Linked DNA regions of Mus musculus: region 2 is linked to region 1. Evidence: chromatin contacts called from public promoter capture Hi-C data. All regions are on one chromosome and are shown on one strand. Each heading gives the region's core, a stretch centred on a gene start, on an enhancer-like site or on the middle of the called end of the contact. The rest is flanking DNA. Distances are from core to core; before and after follow the strand shown.

Evidence for each region. Promoter capture Hi-C pulls out the DNA fragments that hold promoters and counts their contacts.
Region 2: a promoter capture Hi-C map of pre-B cells shows a contact between it and region 1. The contact joins the enhancer-like site here to the promoter of H2az2 in region 1. A contact is called at or near these places in 5 of 39 promoter capture datasets (the 3T3-L1 cell line, the C10 cell line and pre-B cells), 5 of 484 Hi-C or Micro-C datasets (the CH12 cell line, bone marrow-derived macrophages, induced germline stem cells and 2 more), 5 of 115 datasets of contacts at active chromatin or transcription factors (the SCID.adh cell line, bone marrow-derived macrophages, craniofacial prominence and 2 more) and 3 of 9 other capture datasets (adipose tissue, liver and pancreatic islet).

The regions. Positions count from the first base shown.
Region 1 is chr11:6,441,136-6,448,645 of GRCm38.p6, reverse strand. H2az2 (H2A.Z histone variant 2) reads left to right here and starts at 4,203. Exons shown (of 5, transcript NM_029938.1): 1 at 4,203-4,309. The coding sequence starts at 4,307. It also overlaps the pseudogene Gm11970.
Region 2 is chr11:6,579,200-6,586,709 of GRCm38.p6, reverse strand. Ccm2 (cerebral cavernous malformation 2) reads right to left here. Exons shown (of 10, transcript NM_146014.3): 3 at 2,107-2,190; 4 at 1,493-1,676. Among named protein-coding and RNA genes, the nearest start is that of Nacad, 23 kb to the left of the region's middle. Within about 2 kb of position 4,964, at least 25 of the 459 cell types and tissues checked have an H3K27ac peak or open chromatin away from gene starts, as enhancers often do. A contact at or near this core is called in the CH12 cell line and pre-B cells, where this site is marked.

The DNA.
Region 1 (7,510 bases), core at 2,954-5,453:
GCTGCTTATATAGGCCTAGGAGAGGCGTGTCTCACATCTGATTGGTTAACTTGTCTCTCATCTGATTGGTTAACTTGTCTCTCATCTGATTGGTTAACTTTGGTCAATTCTCAAAACCTCATCTTGGCAAAAGAACCTTTACTGCCTATGTATGTGTGGTGGCCAGCAGTAGCCAACTGCCACTCTGCAACTGCCACTCTGCAACTGCCACTCTGTAACTGCCACTCTGCAACTGCCATTCTGTAACTGCCACTCTGCAACGGCTTCCCACAATGTACATGCAGTGTCTGTGGAGGGTAGAGGAGGATGTTGGCGCCCCAGGGAACTGGAGTTAGAGATGGCTGTGAACGCTCACATGGGTGCTGGTGATCTGGGAAGAAAGGAAACAGAAAGCACATTTTATTTAGAGGTTCAGTGTTGCCGGATGAAGGCTGCCTTCTTCCCTGTTGAATTGTATGGTCAGTCTTGTCAAATTATCAGCCGACATTATGTGGGCTCATTTCCGAGCTCTGAACCTGGCCTGATAGTTTACTGTTTTGCTAGAACCCACTCCATCTTCATTATTATACCTTTGTAGTCTATTTTGGAACTAAGAAGGGTATGTCCTCTAATTTGGTTCTTTTTCAAGATAAGTTTGGTTGTTTCTAATTCTCTTGCATTTGAGTATGAATTTTAAGATTTCCTTGTCAGTTGCTTCAATAAAATAAGTGATGGTTTCGATGTTATCTTACTAATTTTTCACCCTTGTGTTGTATGATTTCTATAGTTTTGTGGTCAAGTAGGGCTATACAGTGAGTTCTTGGCCAGCTGGAGTCATAGCTTGAAAGACCTTATCTCAGGGGAGAGAGGAGAGAAGGGGGAAGGCAGAAGAGCAGTGCAGCAGGGAGTGGCAGTGAATCTAAACAAGGAACAGGTACCAGCTGCTTGTCAGCTGAAGAGGCAGCCAGACAGCTCAAGAGTGGTCATGTGAGGAAGGACAGAGGAGAGAGGGCACAGAGCCAAGACTGAAAAGGGTATAAAAGGCTGTCAGGAGCTGCAGCACAGAAACTGCAAGCCCCGTGCATCAGGAGAGCCCAGGAATGCAAGCAAGTCTTCAGGGTCAAGAGTTTCAGTTCTGAAGCCAAGAGCTATAACAACGCTCACGTGTGCCTCGAACCCCCGAATCGGATACCTTTACAGATGCTATAACAACGCTCACGTGTGCCTCGAACCCCCGAATCGGATACCTTTACAGATGCTATAACAACGCTCACGTGTGCCTCGAACCCCCGAATCGGATACCTTTACAGATGCTATAACAACGCTCACGTGTGCCTCGAACCCCCGAATCGGATACCTTTACAGATGCTATAACAACGCTCACGTGTGCCTCAAACCCCCAAATCGGATACCTTTACAGATGAGTCCTGGGAGTTTGCTGGCTAGCCAGCCTGGCCAAAATCACAAGCTTCAGGATTAGTGAGAGACCCTGCTCAGGGAAGTCAAGTGGAGAAAGAGAGAGCGAGAGAGATACCTAACCCCCTCATCGGACCTCCATGCTTGTATGTTTGCACAGATACTAATACATGTGCGCGTGCACACACACACACAAACCTTTAGAATAGGGAGTTCTGTTTTCTGTTTTATTAAAAGCAAAAATAGGCTTAGTGATATGAACAACTTCATTAAATCACATAACTAGTGAGTAAAGGAGTCTGGATCTGCTCAGGTCTTTCCATATGTGACACTACCTTGGTGATTTAAAACGTTTTCCCTTTGTCAACTGACATTTCTAGAACACTAGGCAAAGAATAACCTAAGAAGGAATTCTATACACTGGTGGAGACCCTGACAATATATAATGTGTTCTATAGGCACACAGAAGGGGACATTGACTGGGATGTCAATGAAAGATGTCCTGAAAACTGTCTGCAGTAAGCTCTTTCGTCTTTCCTGGAGACAGAGTCTCTATATATGTAACCCAGGCTGGTCTTGAACTTGTGACATTTGCTTCAGTCTTTTTTTTTTTTTTAATTTCTGAAAGCTTTTAATTTATTCCCTCCCAAAAGAACAACTGCAATCAAAGGGGTTGAAAGGTCAGGATTTTATTGCCTTCATAACAAAATCTGCTTAGAACTGGATCACTTGGCCCTTTCTCTTCTTGTCGCCTTCCAATTCAAAATGCTTGCATCTCTTAATAGCCAGCATCCTCTTAGATCTGCAGTTGGGCTCAACACACTCCAGTCTCAGCACAATCTTCTTTGTAGTTTTAGCCTTTTTGTGGAAAATAGGCTTAGTCTGCCCACCATAGTCACTCTGTTTCCTGTCATAACGCGGCTTTCCCTGGGCATAAAAGACTCCTTGCCCTTCTTGTACTGTGTCACCTTGTGGGGTAGTGCTTTGCACATTTCTTGCAGAATGTCCGGCAGGTCTTAGGCACGTTCACCATGTTCGCAGGAGAGCTAGCAGCTCGGAAAGAGCTCACTTCAGTCTTTAAGTGCTAAGATTACAGGTGTGTCCTACCGGATCTAGCTGTGTTTACTCTTAAAGGATGCTTAAGTGAGGCAAGGCAAGAGGACTGCTTTAAGAAAAGGCAAAAAGGTGTGCAAAGGGAGAGTGGAGTTTAAGGTGTTAGGGGGAAGTGATAAAAGACAAGGTGAGCAGGGGTCAGAAAATGTAGGGAATTCAATACTTAGAAGTATAATGGTTGGTACACTGGTAAGACCATTATCATTTGATTACAGTATTGCCTGGGGAACTGATTCCAAACTTGAACACAGGGTTCTGTTATCTGAACACATTATTCCATTCATTCCACTCACAGTTGTCCATATCTTCATATCTTTTTTTAAAAGATTATGTGTGTGTGTGTATACACTTGCTATACTCCAGACACACCAGAAGAGGGCAACAGACCCAATTACAGATGGTTGTGAGCCACCATGTTGTTGAGAATTGAACTCAGGACCTCTGGACAAGCAGTCAGTGAACCACTGAACCACCGCTCCAGCCCCATGTTTGTTTGTTTTTGAGAAAGGGTTTCTTTGTGTAGTCCTGGCTGTCTTGGAACTTGCTTTGTAGACCAGGCTGGCCTGGAACGCAAAAATCCACCTGCCTCTGCCTCCTGAGTGCTCGGATCAAAGACGTCACCCCACCCCACCCCACCCACTCCCCTCAAGTACTTGTCCATATATTTAAATGAATAATTCATTTAGAAGTTCATCCCTTCCTCGTTTAGCATTAAAATTATTTTTTCATAAAGACCTGCTCCAAGTTGCTTCTTCTGATGGAGGTTGATCTCAGAGCTATAGTCCCTGTCAAAAGAAACAATTCAAATTTTGAGACAGGTATTGTCTAGCTGGAGATAAATTTCTAAAACAATGGCTTGGAAAAATCCTACCACAAGAACGAAGTCTCAATACAACAACAAACAAACAACAACAAAAACCGTAGAAAACTATTTTGCTCACAACTAACTCCTACAACTGGTCTGTGCTTCCTAATGGGAAAAAAATTAAGCTTTGAAGCTGGAACCAGAACAAAGTCTAAGACTTCTGATGAAGGCTGTATGCAAATGACTACATTCACCTAAGTGCGTTTCTCTAGCTGAGAAATGGATGTGGCTCTCCCAAATCTCCCGGGCTCATTGATGATCACAAAAATAATAAAACCTTTTAAAGTTGTGTGAATGGGTTGGCGATAGCTAGAGAATTTAACTAGGTGCGGACTACGATATACACTTATTCCTAAATTTTCACAATAGCTTTTGCACAAAGGTAACTCTACTTTAGACATTTGACCCTGTGCTACCTAAACGTTCCCCTTAAACTTGTTGCAATTGAAGAAAAACAAAGCAAAGAAGTCCTGGCGGGCTCTGAAATGGGCGGGAAAGGCACAGCTGTGCCGAATCGCTCCAGTCTATTGGTTCACCGAGCTGTTGTTCCCAGCCTCCCGCCCCCGTGCGGCCGACAATGTTTTCATTGGCTTTCCTCCTCTCTCATTGGTTCATTCTTCTGTTCATCAGAAGTCCGCGCAAGGAGAGCGGCGGAGAGAGTGTCAATGTTTGGTCGGAGGGCCCACCTCCAAGGGCCGTGTGCAAAAAACAAACAGCGGTTAGGGAGGCGGCACCGGGAGGGCGGAGTTATGGCTAGAAGGAAGCGTACAATTGGCCGGCCGCCGAGGTTCAAACGAACAACGTGAGCGGCTATTGGTGGAGGCGGCGCGAGGCGGGCCCCGGGCATTGTCCCGCTCTGGCTGCGGCGGTCCGACTGCGAGAGCGGCGGCGGCGGCGGCGCGGGGCTGCAGTGGGCGTCGCGCGGCCGAGACCATGGTGAGTGCGGGGTCGCGCGTGGAGTGGGCGCGCAGAAGCCCCGGACGGCTGCTCCACCTGGGGGATCGGGAGTGGGCGGTGTCGCGCTTCGGAGCCGGAGTGCCCGCTGTTCCGGACTCCGCCGGGGGTTGGGGGGGCGCGCCGGACGCGGGAGGCAGAAGCAGGGGGGCGGGTGCTGCGCCGCACAGAGGAGGTCCGGCTGTAGCCCTGCGAGTTCTGAGGCTTCGGCTCAGGGTTACGTAATGCCCCCCGCTGAGGATCGGAGGAGTTCTGATCCTGCCCACCAGAACCGCTCGCCTCGTCAGCGGCTTGCCGGTTATTCTTTGGAATAGAAGTTTATTTACTTGGCTTCATCTTAAAGTATCTTTTCATTCTGTAGTTTAGATCTAGTTGAAAGTGACTTCTAAAGAAAGAAAGTGAGTAAAACTTTAGCCCCATTCTGAAATTGAGGGGAAAGTCCTAAAACCAATCGAGACCTATGTGTTTCACCAAGATTAAGGGGAGTGACGCTCTCTTTTTGGAATTATATTTCTGTCGGTATCCTGCTTGAAATATGCTTTCGCTGTTATAGAAATAGTAAGCCTTCCCAAGAAGGACTCTCTGCATGCACTTAGAGATTAGTTAAGGAAAAGCTCTTTATCTTTTCTTTGACGCTTGTCTGGCTGGGCTAAGACTCAAGCAAGAGCCTGCCTCCAACTGAAGAGCTTACTAATTTATGTACATTTTAGATGTGTGCATTCCACAGACTCTGTTATCCTGACATCTCTTTTGAGGTCCCAGGTTACACTTTGAACAATTTAAGCAGAGACAGGAGATTGCAAGTCTGACCGCTGAAGTGGATAGATTTATACATATTACTACATATGGCTAGGAGTATTTTTAAGTATGCCACTGTTCTTTTTCAAAGTTATTACCGAGGGTCATCATACCTACCTTGCAGAATTACAAGCTGGTTTATCTTTATCTGGGCCTAACTGCTGGTCATAGATCAGTTCTGTCTCCTTTGTCACGGGAATGAGTCTGATTGGGTGGCCCATCCTGGTGAACAGTTGTCTCCTAACATCCTAAGTTCCATGTTTTTAATTTGCAGGCCTGCTTAGCATACTGCTTATCTTCGAGGGGTTTGAGAGGCGGTCCACCTTTAGCTAAATTTCACTTGGGCCAATGTTTCCTGAGCAAATCTATTACTAAATCCATTGTAACATCAGTTTTATTACTTTGTGTTTCATCTACATTTTCACATGATAGGTACTTTATTTTTGGGTTTTTTTTTTTTTTCTTTTTCTTTCTTTCTTTTTTTTTTTTTTTCGGTTTTTGGTTTTTCGAGACAGGGTTTCTCTGTATATAGCCCTGGCTGTCCTGGAACTCACTTTGTAGACCAGGCTGGCCTCGAACTCAGAAATCTGCCTGCCTCTGCCTCCCAGGATTAAAGGTGTGCGCCACCACGCCCGGCTTGACAGGTACTTTCAACAGGTGCTTCTTGCTTAAAAGTTAAAAATCAACCCCAGGCTATCATTTCTCATACTGTAGATAATAATAGTTTGTCTCATTGTTGACCATGACATCTGAGGCATTTAATAGATCAACTATAAATAGATTGGCTAATGGAAAGTCTCCAAGTTTAGACTGTAAAATTCTCAGACTTTGAACTAGAAAACTTGTGTCATTTGTAGTTAGTTGTTCTGTGGTGATCATGAGGAAGTGCTCTGACAAGCAGCATAGGTTATTTCTTTGTAAATGAATTTGCTCAAACAGTTGATTTTTCATAGCCCTTGGTTTTTTTTCTTTCTCATAAATTCTAGTGATATGTTTTCAAGTATCCATTTAAAAGTACATAAGCATTAACGTAAAATGAAAAATCCTTCATGCATTGGTTGTCCTTGGTAAAGATGTTTTAACTTTAATCCCAGCACTTGGGAGGCAGAGGCAGGCGGATTTCTGAGTTTGAGGTCAGCCTGGTCTACAGAGTGAGTTCCAGGATAGCCAGGGCTACACAGAGAAATCCTGTCTCGAAAAACCAAAACAAAACAAAAGATGTTTTAAATTGATAAGTAAAAGTGTGTCTATTAGAGTAATAGGAAGTTTTTCAGGTTTTTAGGAGTGAAAATATAGTTCAGTGCCCTCCTTTTCCCGTGTATAAATTTTTTTTTTAACCGAGAAGCTTAGCCCAGTCTAACAGAATTACTAGGATAAGTAATTTTGTATTGTTTCACTTTTTAAAGTATGTATTTATTATGTATATACATGGGTGGGCTTATGGGAGTTAGAGGACAACTTGCCAAAGTCTGTTCTCATCCACACATGAGTCTCAGAGATCCAGCTGAGATGGTCAGGTTAGTGCCAATCACTTCTACAGGATGAGCCATCTCCATTTTCTGTTTCTATTTCTAAGTCATCAACTATTTTACATGTAAAGTTAAAAGAATTATGTATGGTTTGAGATGTTACATTAAGTAGCAATTTATTGTTTGTTTTTGTAAGGTTTGCTTTTGTTGGTGTATTTTTAAAAAGGTATCCAGAGTCTGTATATTGGAAGTAGGCCTTTAACATGTTGTGATCTCTCAGACCTCCATTCCCACCCCCACCCCCATCACAGGGGCCTAACTTAACTGAGTTATACAGGCTGGCCTGTATAACTCAGGCTGTCCTCTTACTCACAAAAGTCTTGTCTTAGACTCTAGAATGATAGGAACACAGGCTGCCACCCACTTGGGCTCTGGCATATCTTTAATGTCTCCTAAACAGGCACATTTTCCTTGCTGACAATTTAACTCATTTCTTTTTTTTTTTTTTTTTAAATCTCCTTAACTCATTTCTTTTGTAGCCAACAGTGGTTTTTATAATCCTGCTGAACTGGACATGTAGGTCAGTAGTTAAGAGCACTGCCATTCACAGGATCCAGGTTTAATTCACAGCACTCACATGGCAGCTCACAGCCAGTCCTGAAGAATCCACTGCCGTCTTCTGACATCCATGGATACCAGCCATACACAGACAGACATGCAAGCGTAACACACACATAAAAGGATAACATTAGTATTTAAAAAAATTTTTTTATTTAAAAAATGTTGAGCTTTTTGTTCCTGATCTTTGTTCGTAGCAACTAGCAACATCAATACCAAAGTCCGGAGCTGTGCAGTCCTGAAATTCCCTCCCTAAATTCACACATGTGACACATTTAATTTCAGCTTCCCACAAAGT
Region 2 (7,510 bases), core at 3,715-6,214, 140 kb before region 1:
TCATTAGCCAAGAGCCAAACAAGCCTTTTCCACTTTTAAAAAGCTCACTTGTGTAATTCCATTACTCAGAAAGCTGAGGCAGAACTGTTGTAAGTTCAAGGCTACCCTGGACCTCAGAGTGAATTCCAGGTCAGATAAGATTAGAGTGAGATCTTAACTAAAAATAAGCCTTTGTAAGTTAAATAATTCAAGAGGAGCTTGTTCAGATGAACTTGGTAATCAAACTATCTTCTGTGTGAGGGCAAGTATCTACCACATGCATCTACATATGTGTGTAGATGTGACTGGGCTGGGCAGGCAAGTGTGTTCCAGTCTATGGGAGTGTGATATATGCAACTGTGTGTATATAGTATGTGTGATATGGGACGTGTGAGTTGTATAAGAGAAAATATGGTATGTAAGTATGCTGGGCAGGGAATGAGCCATTCTACATAGACAAGGCAGAGCAGCTAAAATCACTTCACAACCCCAGCTGCCTGGAGCTGACCATAGCACTTGAACTAGCATCATAAGACACTCTTCCCATACCGTGAAAAAGCCTAGACCATCTGACCCTTGTGCCTTGTCACCAGCCCTCTGGAGCTGGCTTTGGGATCATCCTCACTCGGAGTGACCCAGCAAGCCTAGGCCAGTGTGCCTGTGCTGACACAGGTAGGGCAGGTTCTCCCCTCATTTCTCATTGCCGTAGATGTTAGGGTGGACACTAACATGAAGGAAGGCGGGCCCTGTGAGCACTGGGGGAGGAGCACCCGGGGGAGGAGCACAGCAAGTGGAAGGAGCACCCTGCTGTCTGAACAAGGAGGCAGCACGGGGCCGGGGGAACTGGCTTTGCTGTCCCAGCTTTGGGAACACTGGGGCTCAAATGTAGACTGGAGACTAGATGTGGCTGGGCAACCTTAACGCTAGTATCCAGGAGGCAGAGGCAGGGAGACCTCTGCGAGTTCTAAGACAGCCAGGGCTATGTAGAGACCCTGTCTCATTAAAAACAAACAAACAAAACAACAACAAAACAACAAAACAAATGTTGGTTGGGCTCAGAGGAAGTCCCTGTTACAGCTTTCGGTCACCACCCTTCTTTCTGGGGATCACCTATATCTAAGCAGTGGAGGCAACATCAATTATGGGGAGCAGGGACTGAGAAGTCACCAGGAGGAAGGTGGTTTTTGAGACAGGGTCTCACTATGTAGCTCTGGCTGTCCTGGAACTCACTTTAGAGACCAGGCCTCAAACTCACAGAGATCCACCTGCCTCTGAGCACACCTGGCCCAAGAAAAACCTTATTTAAACACTGACCCTGAATACTGTATTCCTCAAGTCTCCAAAGGCCCTGAGTGTGACAGGGACCCTGGGACAGAGCTCATGGCAGGAAATCTAATTTATAGCCGTAGCAGGTGGCAGTGCGTAGCCTGGAGCTGCAGAAACCATCACAATGGCAGGAAACCAGGGATTCTCCTTTGGACGTGGACCTCCAGACCAGCCAGCCAATCCATACCTGTCTTCAGGACCACCAGGTGTGCAGCATCATCTCGGACATAGGAGACAGCAGCGATATCATGGATGGGCACCCTGAGGATAATGTCCTCCCCGTCCCTCCAGGCCAACTTGACATTGTAGGCAGACAGACTGAGCACAGCATCGTGCTCCTGAGTCAGGTGCCCAGGAAGCTGGTGGGACCGCTGCAAAGAATCACAAGCATCAGAAACGCTGGACCACTGTGTCCAGCTCTCCTCTGGGAGCACTGTGCTGGCTACAGTCCTCGGTTAAAAGCCAAGGAGAGGCGAAAAAAGTAGCACTCGCCCCGAGAATGTCAACATGTTTGAATCATGTGAGGGATTCTTCTGGAACTACCTTTTTTTGATCAGTATCTGGAAATTTAGAATATCTTAAAACTGAGTTTGGGGAGGAGCCCAAAACCAAGTCTAGAGATTAAAGGTCCCAACTAAGAAACCATCTTTGTCTGAAGACTTTGTATAGCCAAGAACACCCACAAAGTGACAGAGCTGAGCCGTCCCTCTCAGGCTGAGGTCACAGGTGAGGGGACCAGGGGCTGATGCAGGCTAAGTAGAAAAGCATATTGGGGGAGCGGGGGATGGGACAGGCTTTTACCTTTGCCTTGTCTATGAAATGCAGGATTTCCGTCCTACTGGAAGGGTTCAGGTAGCCGGGAATGGATGTTAACTGACCTAAATACTGCAAGAGAGGGAGGAAAGAGTACTACTGTGAGAACAGCCAGGACTACTGTCGCTGCAGAGTGCCCCCAGCCATCAGGACCACCGTCTTCTGCACTGTCAGCACAGCCCCGGTTTTTGTTGTTGTTGTTTTTATTTTTTTAATTTCAAGATGGGGTTTCCCTCTGTAGCTCTGACTGTCTTGGAACTCACTCTGTAGCCAGATTGATTCATTGATTAACTGTCTATTTACCTACCTACCAACCCACCTACTAACCTATCATGTGCTCTGTGTGTGTGTGTGTGTGTGTGCGCCTCGCGCGCACGGCATGCATTTTAACTTGCATGTTTGCCAGGGACCTCTGGAAGAGGACCACTACTCTTAAGCACTGAGCCATCTCTCCAGCCCCGAGCCCTGCGCGCTTACTGAAGTCTCAGCAGCTGTGATAATCTTCCCACATTTCCTACTGCTCTGTGTTCACAACTGGCATCGAGAATCTTTCAATGATATCTCAAGACTAGTTTTGGTAGAATAGGGGCCGAGATGGCAGATGTTTCCTGTTGGGGCGCTGTGTATAGCCCCACTAAAAATTTTTTAAAAAAATTTTTGTTGTTCAGTCAACAAATGTACACAAGTGGAAAAGCAAAGTGCCATGGCCTGAATGCACCCCCAAATCCGTGTTTGACACTTAACCCTTAAGTACAAGTGCTGAACGGTGGGCTGGGGGATTAGGCCACAAAGGCTCTGCCCTTAGAAATGAATTAATGACACAATAGCAGAAGCAGGCCCTTTTTTTATCTTTTTAATTTTTATGTGTGTGGATGTTTTGCTTGCACGCGTGTCTGGGCACCACTTGTGCCTGGGGCCCTTAGAGGCAGGGGACCCCCAGAACTAGAATTACACACTAGATGTGAGGCGCCATATGGATGGTGAGGGTAAAGCTAGGACTGTCTAAGAGAGGAGCCACTGCTCCTACCCGCTGAGCTGCAGACGCTGTAGACAGGTCCCCCTCTCCCTCCAGCTGCACTTACAGATTGTTATGGTTTGTCTATGCTCAGCCCAGGAAGTGGCACTATTAGAAGGTGTGGTCCTGTTAGAGTAGGTGTGTCACTGTGGATGTGAGTTTTAAGACCCTCATCCTAGCTGCCTGGAAGCCAGTATTCTGCTACCAGCCTTCAGATGATGTAGAACTCTCAGCTCCTCCTGCATCGTATCTGCCTGGATGCTGCCATGCTCCCACCTTGATGGTAATAACTGAACATCTGAAACTGTAAGCCAGCCCCAATCAAATGTTGTCCCTTATAAGACTTGCCATGGTCATGGTGTCTGTAAAACCCTCAGTCAGGGACCATAAAAGGGCATTGACTTTTCTGAGACTAAAGTTATAGATGGTTGTGAGCTACCACGTGGGTGCTGGCAATCGTACCCAGATCATCTGGAAAAGCAGCAACTACTAAAGGTCTCTCCTTCCCCTTCTATTTTTTCTTGACAATATCTTGATATGTTCTGGCTGGCCTGGAACTCACTATACAATCCAGGCTGGTCTTAAACTCCCAGCATCCACATGGCAGCTCCCTACCATCTGTAACTCCATTTCAAGGGAATCCGATGCTACCTTCTGGCTTCTCCAGGCACCAGACACACATGTGGTGCACACACACATATATATACAGGCACTCATATATACACAAAATAAAAATAAATAAATATAGGAAATAACTTGATCAATCTGTGATCTACATGAAGAAATAATATGTAAATAAAGGTAAAATCAAATCTTTTATTTTCTTATTTTAATTGCTCTAAAAGCAGCTGATTGAAAATAAAAACAGCAGCCAGGCAGTGGTGGCGCAGGCCTTTAATCCCAGCACTTGGGAGGCAGAGACAGGCGAATTTCTGAGTTCAAGGCCAGCCTGGTCTACAGAGTAAGTTCCAGGACAACCAGACAGCCAGGGCTACACAGAGAAACCCTGTCTCAAACCCCCCCCCCCCCCCAAAAAAAAAGAGTTGCCGTGGTCATGGTGTCTCTTTACAACAATAAAGCCTGAACTAAGACAAGGCTCAGAAGTCCCAAACTGTGGAGGGTTTCAGATCTCCAAGGATGCTCCACATAAAACATACAAACATTCCAATGCCAGAAAAACGTCAATATCTGAACCTCTTTTGGTGTTTTCCTGGTAAGGGTTACTCAAGGTGTCTTCAGTAGTAAAACAGCCATAGCTACGTATGAAACAGGACTATTCTGTCTGAAAGTGGAACAAGGTTAGTTGTAAATGCTTTCTGCAAATCCCAAGGCATTAAACTAAATTAGTATAATTTGAATTAAACTTACACGAATGTATGCATGTGTATGATATGGTCAGAGAAAAGAAAAACATGACTGTACAAAATGCTCAAATAAAACCAGAGAAAGCAGAAAGTGAAGGAGAAAAAAGGAAACACAAACCAAGGGAAGGAAAAAGGCTAAATGTACTAAGTGTTAGCCTAGCTCCACCATGTACTAAGTGTTAACCTAGCTCCACCATGTACTAAGTGTTAGCCTAGCTCCACCATGTACTAAGTGTTAACCTAGCTCCACCACTATTAACTGTAACATGAGTGGTCTACATAATTCATAGGGAGATTGGATACTGGGAATATAGCACGTGAGGCCCTAGTTTCAATCCTAGTAAAAGGCACACATACTCACAAGGAGGGGGAGATAGGTTAGCAGCAAAAACACTTGCTGTGCAAACACAAGGGCCTTGGTTCAAATCCCCAGAGGCAATATAAACAGCTGGGCATGGTCCCATGGGTGCCTGTAACCCTAGTGCTGTGGGTGGTTGAGACAGGAGGATCACCAGACTTGCTGGCTGCCAGCCTAGTTCAGTAAGAAACCCTGTCTCAAGGGAATATAGTAGAAAGTGTCAAAGCAGGATACCTGATGCTCTTTTCCTGGTCTCTGTGAAACTATAGGCATATTATACACGCCACACACAAGGAAAAAAGGGCAAATACTGTCGACTGGATGTTACTTATTTTACATTGTTACTGTTGATGGCTTTGAGACAGGGTCTCTCTATGTTACCCTGGCTATCCTGGAACAGGCTGTCCTCCAACACAGTTTCTCCTGTCTCTGTTTCCCCACTACTGAGGCAAGAACTACCCAGCCTAGATTGGATTTTAAAATAAAGCAAGATCTAGCTATGCTCTCTAAAGAAAACCATTTTGCTTATGAAGATGCATACAGACTAAGAGAAAACAGAAAAAGTTCTCTTGAAATAATGTTCAGTGAAAGAAAACCAATGTAGTTTAAACAACAAAGATAAAATAAGACTTTAGGGGCTGGAGAGATGGCTCAGCAATTAAGAGCACTGACTGCTGTTCTGAAGGTCCTGAGTTCAAATCCCAGCAACCACACGGTGGCCCACCATCCATAATAAGATCTGATGCCCTCTTCTGGTGTGTCTGAAGACAGCTACAGTATACTTAGATATAGTAATAAATCTTTTTTTAAAAATATAAGACTTTACTAAGAAGTGGAGGGAGTCAGGCTGTGCGCATGCACTTTTGATCCCAACATTGGACAGTCATGACTACATATGGGGAGACCCTACCCCCACTCCCCCCAAAAAAGAGAAAGAAAAAGTAGAGGGACGAGAGGGTTTAATAGTAGAGCACTTGTTTGGTGTTCATGAAGCCATGGGCTCAATCTCAGCACCACAGGGGGGAAATTAGAGATAAAAGAGGCAGACAGGCTGATGAAGAAGTCTCTTCTTTTCATTGTTTCATTTTATAAACAGGGTCTCACTATGTAGCTCTGAACTCACAGAAATATGCCCACCTCTGACTTCTGAGATTGAAGGTGTGTGCTCTCATGCCAGCCAGGAGTCAATTCTTCAATAAGAACACAGTCATCCACAATGTGCTGTGTCTACTAAACAAAAGCTCAGAGGCCAGCTGGAGGAGCTCTGTAGTAAACAAAGCGCTTACTGCGCAAGCTTGAGGACCCAGCACTCACAGGAGGGAGAACACTCCAGTAATCCCACTGGGGAGGTGGAGACAGGAGGATGCCCAAGGCTTGCCAGCCAGTCTAGCCAAATCAGCAAGCTACAGGTTCAGCAAGGGACACTGCCTCAAAAATTAACATGGACAGCAACAGAGGGAGTCATCTGCTGCTGACCTCTGGCCTCTCCACATGTACACACACTCATGTCCTGACCACTGCCCCCCCCCCCAGCCCCCAGCCAATCAGGACAGAAGCGGCAGCACGGCCACTCAACTGGCTGTGTGCCAGCTCCCATCAGCACCATCCAGCAACAGCAAGCAGACAGTCTTCAGTGCACCCATTTACAGTGGCCTACATGTTCTGGGCCATAAACACACCTTACCTTTGCAAGAGGTCACCATACAATGTCTGCTTGTGGACACAATGGACCAAAGAAGGAAGAACTCACAGGAGAAACACACAATCTGAATGGCCCAATAGTCTACTAAAGAAATAGACTCAGGCTGGAGAGATGGCTCAGCGGATAAGAGCACTGACTGCTCTACCAGAGGTCCTGAGTTCAATTCCCAGCAACCACATGGTGGCTCACAACCATCTGTAATGGGATCTGATGCCCTCTTCAGTCTGAGGACAGCAACAGTGTTACTCATGTATATAAAATAAATTTTTTTTTTTTTTTTTTTTTTGGTTTTTTTCAAGACAGGGTTTCTCTGTGTAGCCCTGGCTGTCCTGGAACTCACTTTGTAGACCAGGCTGGCCTCAAACTCAGAGATCCACCTGCCTCTGCTTCCCTAGTGCTGGGATTAAAGGCGTGCGCCACCACGTCCGGCTTAAATAAATATTTTTAAAAAAAGAAAAGAAAAAGAAATAGACTCAGAAACTAAAAGCCTTTCTAAACATAATCCCAGATCCAGACAGCTCAATAGTGAATTCTACTGAATATCTAAGAAAGGAATGAGGGTGGAGGGTGTTTCAAGCAGGGCTCGGAGGAGCATTCCAGTAATTAAAGCACTCGGGATATAAAAGCAGGGTCAGGAGTTCAAGGCCAGTTTAGTCTAAGAGGCTGGAAAGATGGTTCAGTAGGCAAAAACATTTTTCATGGAAATGTGAGACCCTGAGTTAAAATCTCTAGAAGCTACATCAACTTGGGCATAATAACTTCAAGGGCTTCGACAGCAAGATGGGAGGTGAGAAAGATGAATTTCCAGAACTCAGAGTCTGGGGTACACAGCAAAACAAAAGAGACCCTGACTTAGGACTAAAGGCTACGACCAAGATCTGAGATTGCCATCTGACTTCCACACACATGCACCCACATTCACATGGACACATACATGAGCACACACAAAATCA